2 separate regions of the Zea mays genome follow, and region 2 is linked to region 1. The links are chromatin contacts, called in public Hi-C maps. All regions are on one chromosome and are shown on one strand. Each heading gives the region's core, a stretch centred on a gene start, on an enhancer-like site or on the middle of the called end of the contact. The rest is flanking DNA. Distances are from core to core; before and after follow the strand shown.

What was found. A called contact is a pair of places that touch in the nucleus more often than the background predicts.
Region 2: a Hi-C map of bundle sheath shows a contact between it and region 1, with 4 times the contacts expected there. The contact joins the promoter of LOC100277582 here to the promoter of LOC100193930 in region 1. A contact is called at or near these places in 14 of 25 Hi-C or Micro-C datasets (bundle sheath, ear, endosperm and 4 more) and 1 of 3 datasets of contacts at active chromatin or transcription factors (leaf).

What each region holds. Positions count from the first base shown.
Region 1 is chr4:221,351,846-221,354,731 of Zm-B73-REFERENCE-NAM-5.0, reverse strand. LOC100193930 reads right to left here and starts at 1,344. Exons shown (of 5, transcript NM_001370801.1): 1 at 1,053-1,344.
Region 2 is chr4:221,484,931-221,487,689 of Zm-B73-REFERENCE-NAM-5.0, reverse strand. It overlaps LOC100277582, which reads right to left and starts at 1,369. Exons shown (of 1, transcript NM_001151100.2): 1 at 1-1,369. The coding sequence starts at 1,130.

The DNA.
Region 1 (2,886 bases), core at 95-2,594:
CATTTATTTCATTAAGAAACAGGAAAAACATTTAGTTGGCAATATCCATTCCAGACATCTACTAACCTACCTCGAGGAAAAATGAAACATAAAAAGTAGCTCATATTGGCAGTATTTGAACAATGTGCCATACAAAACAACCACAATATCAACTCCAACCCACCACATCAGCATAGCCCAAAAGACACCCCCAAACACTACCGGCACTAGATAGCTACTGTTTCTACTATTAGCAATTTAGAATCCAGATTTTAGTCACTGTGATTAAACCATCATATATCCCACTAATTCTATGACAACCTATCATCAAGGGCAAAACCCTCAGGTTGAAACCAAGTCACCATCTATAAAGAACAAACACGTACCTTCCCCTAGTATGGCCACCAACCCACCACCAACCTCAATTTACTAACCGTACCATTCTGAAAGCAATGAGATTTCAGTACAGTTAGTTGGGTTGGTTGGATGGACACTTCATTTGGCAAGGATCCCACTATGACGGAATCAGTGTGCTAAACTTCCACTAGTAACCACTACAGAAAAAAAAGGACAAGACAGTACAATAATAGCAGAAGCATATGCATCACATGTAAATAAAGTTCATATCAGACCAACAGTGCTACTAGAGATTGCCTAAAGAGAAACAGTTCAGATTTAACTTAGGAGGCACACGAAAATGACCACAGCCCACAGGCACAATTATTTACGCCGGGCAGGGGTACAACAACATCTATCTAGTATTGCGTTTCACTAACCACTACATTCGATGAATGAAGGCTGCCCCAAAATGAGTAGAAAATCTTTCTCTAGCAACCGCATCTGTACGAAACATAATAACGAAGTGAACAGTCAAAAGCGCCTACTTTTCACACAAATCGCGCCAAATTTACCTAAAACGAGCTAGTATCCATCAGCATCCACCAAACCGGCTGAATCGGCTGGAGAAAAGCACTAAAGAAACCTCTCTTTTCCGCGTAAACCAAACTGAAAACGCGCAACAACGCAAACCCTCTACAATCGGCGGAGGCGGCACGGATCTGCGTGGCACGCACCTGGAGGTGGAGCTGGACTGCGGAACGGCGCGGCGGGCCCGGAGCCTGGCCGAGCCCGAGCTACGCTAGGGCGCCGGACGGGATTTCGAAGGCACCATCCGGAACGGATGGAGGGGGTGGTGCGCGAGGACGGAAGTGAGGAATGAGAAGTGGCCGCCGATTCGGAGCCTGGGAGGGGCTGTGAACTGGGAGGCGAGGCGGAGCAGCCGAAGAGGAAAGGAAGCGGTGGTAGCGTGGCAGTGGCTGCATGAGCGAGCAGTACCGCACAGCTCGTGTGCGCGTAGCGGATGCGCCTCCTCCCGTGTCATTTTCCGTACTAGATGCATAACACATTATTATTACACAACGGAACGGGATACGCGTTGTAGTGGCGCATTGGAGTAGAGTCAGTAGACATAGAGATAGCCGTTGGGAGTTGGCTCTTGTCAATTTTTTATGGCCGGTCAAATTTTAGACGGCAATCGTATAAGGGCCAGATCATGTATATGGTTATGTATTGTTTATAAAATAGAGTTTAAAATAAAAAAAATAAAATTAGTAATATTATTAGAGGTATCCTAACAGTAGCTAAAGTGCTTGGTTTACATTTTGATTATGGCTTCTACCCTCCAAAAGCTAAAAGTCAAATTAGATCCTATTTCAGTAGCTTTTTTTCTAAAGCTAACTTCCTCGAGTGGCAAATTAAAACTATCTTTAGATCTTCTTTCAATGGTTTTTCGGAGTATAAAAACTTTGTAAATATTACTGACCTGCCACTAGCAAGTGGAAAATACCACTTGGTTCTTTTCCATTACACCTGACCGACAGTCCTATCGCTCGCTCATCCACGACTCTCACAGCCACAACCAATTTCATCAAACGGCTTTCAACTTTTTTTACCGTTGATAGTCTACATCTTTTTTTCACATCTCACAACCACAACGACTTTTTTCACACCAACAACCTAACCAAACAGGCCCTAAAATTTGGCTTAGCTTTCTGGATCTAGAAATAAACTAAGAGGAGGTTAAACAATATAAACTTAAAGAATCCACTAGTTGAGACCAACATGTATAATAGAAGTATCATCCTCTGCTTCAAATTATAGATCGCTATATATTTTCTATCTAAATCTACGTGTTTAGATACATAATAAAGGTTGAACCAGGGTGCCAAAAATATAGCTTAAAGATGAAAAAGGTTGTAGATAGAGTGCAGATGTAGTTTGGTTGTGTGTTGAACCTAGCTACAGCCTAATACTAGCACGATAGTTTCGAGAGGTTTAAACCATGGAGCGTGTAATACCCTACATTCTATTATGTGTGATGAATTGATAAACTAAAAGACGAAGAAGATTACAATGTCACACCCGGTTTTGGAAGGTAAACCGAATGCGAACCATGTACATGCTAGGATCAGAACTCACGTACACAGCGATTACATAATTGGACATCATCACACAATGCTCGAAATAAATAACGGAAAGGTACTTTAATTACATCAAGATGTCCAAGACATTCACAGAGTCTAATACATATCTATAGTGTTCAACAATAATATCAAAGTGCAGATAAACGAAACGTAGAAGATAAGCCTACACAAGTAGCTGACTGGGGGTTTGCCACTAGAGTAAACTAGAATTCGTCATAGTCCTGGAACTCCTCAAAGTCCTCCATGTTACCAACATCTCCTCCTGAGCACTGAGTATAGTGGGGACAACCTGGGGTGGGGTGGTTTGTAAAGCAAGGGTGAGTACACATCAACGTACTCAGCAAATGTCTCGTTTGGCTAAAGTGGACTAGCTGTATGTGGAGTTAGGGTTAAGCAGTTGCTTTTAGTTGGTCAAGTTTTATTA
Region 2 (2,759 bases), core at 120-2,619, 130 kb before region 1:
GCTGCAGCCTCCCGCACCTCGGCCTCCCGCTCGCCGGTGAGTGGGACCGGCGCGGCATCGATGGCCTCCGCGAGCCTCTGCGCGCACTTCTCCAGCGCGTGGATTTCCCTGAGCAGGCCGCACGAATTGCGGCGGTCCTTGCGCTTCCCCTCCTCGGCGAGGCGTTCCTGGAGCGCGAGGAGCGGCGGCGCCCAGGGGAACGCGGCGCGCGGCGGCGCGGCCGGCAGGTGGTGCGCCTGGAGCGCGGCGGCACGGTCCGGGCAGGGGACGGCGGCGACGAGCGCCCAGGCGGCGAGGTGGAGCAGGCAGCCCATGGCGTACGCCGGCGCGGCGAGGCTCCAGGAGGCCTCGCTGGCGCGCGGCGCGGCCAGGCCGGCCCCGATGGCCTGTAGCTGGCGCGCCGCGGACCAGGTGCGGGACACGCTCCACGAGAGCGAGCGGAAGTGCGCGGAGGGCGACGAGGACGACGACGAGGAGGAGGAGGCGCGGGACGGCGACGCCCGCGCGCGGCCGAAGGAGCGGTTGCGGTGGGACGCGAGGATCGAGGCGAGCCCGCCGGCGGGCCCCGTGGCGGCGGCGGCTGCGGCGTCGTCGATGAGGAGCACGGAGAGGTCCGAGAGCGCCTTCCGCGCGCGACGGAGCTGGCCCTCGTGGATCTGGCCGTCGGCGGGCGCCAGCAGCGCGGACGCCGCGATGCCCGCGAGGCGCTCCCAGCGGCGCGCCTGGTCGACGCCGTCGCGCGCCGCGTTGCAGACGTCGAGGGCCTTGACGGCGCGGTCGCCGAACTCGGCCACCAGCCTCTCGCCGGCGGGGGGAGTGGCCCCGGCGCGGCGGCGGCGCGCCTCGGCCACCGCCACCCGGAACTCCTCCTGGCAGAGCAGGAACGCCTCCAGCAGGCGCCGGATCCACGCGATGGACATGAACTCCTCCTCCCCAGCAGCGCCGGGGCCGCTCAGGTCCGCGAGGTGCGCGGCGACGTGGGCGTGGAACTCCTCGAGCTCCGGGTCGACGCCGGGCGGCGGCATCGCAGCCGCCGCGGACGCGGACGCCGGGGCGTCGCGGCGGAGGGAGAGGAGGGTGCGGCCGAAGGAGGAGAACGGGGAGGAGCCCTGGAGGTCCGTGGCCGGCATGGTCTCGGGCGGCGGCGGACGGATCAAAGCGCGGATCTTGGAAAGGGAACGGCCTGCAGTGGGGGCGGGGTCGAGGGGTTTTGGCTCAGTGGGTCCGCGGGCACATGGCGGCTCAGCTGCAGCTCAGGCTCAGCTCAACTGGAGGAGGCGTTTTTCCGGTGAGATTGCGTGGGGGTTGCGGCGCCGTTGGTGGTGGTGGATGAGTGAATGGTGATGGGGAGGGTGGCGTGGTGGGTACGTATATAAGTGGGGGATAGCGCGATCAGTGAGGGGAGATTAGTTTATTGGTTTGGGAAGGTTGGGGAAGAAAGGGTCCGAAGCTGTCATCGTCAGGGCTAATCATGGCGGTTGGAGTAGTATTATTTTTGTGGGCGCAAATATTCCTCTGGTTTCGGAATGTTTCCGGTTTTTGTTTAGAATTTCTTTTTTTTTTGTTTGGAGGTCTTGCTATGGCCGCTGCTCACGACTCCTTGTGTGGATCTACTATATGGTGTAGCAGTATACTCGCTGTATTTTCATGAATGAAACTTGAAGCACTATTTGACATTTGTTTCTTTAACCGTGCAGAGAGCTAGAGATGGAGACGGCAGAGTGATTAATAAGCGCTAAGTAAATGCGCCCTCCCTGCGACCTTTAACCACAAGCCCAGAAGCGTGAGGACGAGACTATTGGGCGCAGTGGCAAGCAGCAGGCCGCGATCACATCGTGCCGTGCAGCTCGTGCTTGCAGACGGAGCATTATTCTACTCGTTTGCTTCTTCTTTGATATAAAAGATAAAGTGTTGGTTTTAGTTTAAACTATCTGAAGTGACGGGATCGCTATGGACGGTGGAGACCACCAATCCGACTAGTCTAAAAATCCTCCGCACGGCCAGGTCTGGTCAGGGTTCAGCGATCAACAGGACGAGGGAGAGGATTTGGAATTGTGGATAGGATTAGTAAAAGAAACCGAGTTGTTTGTGTCGTCGAGGAGGTAGCAACCAGCAACCAGCACTGTGACCGCGGCGGACGCGGTCCGCGTGGGTAGCCGAGCACACGCGCACGCGACGCGGGGGGCGGGCGAGCGAGCGAGAGAGGTTACGGCGCTGCCCCTCGCCTGGTGCCGGGGCGTCGGCGGCCGACCCGGGGTAGTTTCGGGAGCCGGCGGCAGGGGAGTGGGCGAGAGACCCGGGCCGGAGTGGGGCACGCGTCCACGGACACGGACACGGACACGGCTGTGTCTGGTCTGCTGGTCGCCGTTACTCGTGATTGATCCGGTGGGGCCGGGCACTGCTAGGAAGCGAGCAGGGAGGAGGGAGTTCAAGCACAGCACTGAAATGGGGCTACACAGGTGTGGAGAGCTCAATATGGTTCAGTATTGTCTAGGCAATATCTTGAACCGGCCTAAATAGAGATTAGGTTATCACTCATCCGTCTCAGGCTCTCAGCGACCGAGCGTCATCTGCCCGCAAGCGCCATCCGCGCAGTCCGCAGCCGCATCCCCGCAGTTCACTACACAGTACTCCGCTCTTCACTGCCTCGGCGTCCAGCGCGGCAGCGCTCTTGCCGACCTGCCATCTGTCCGTCGTCGGCGCACAGCACAGGCAAAGCCGCAAAGGCAAAGCCTAAAAGCCAGCCGCACAGCGCCGCG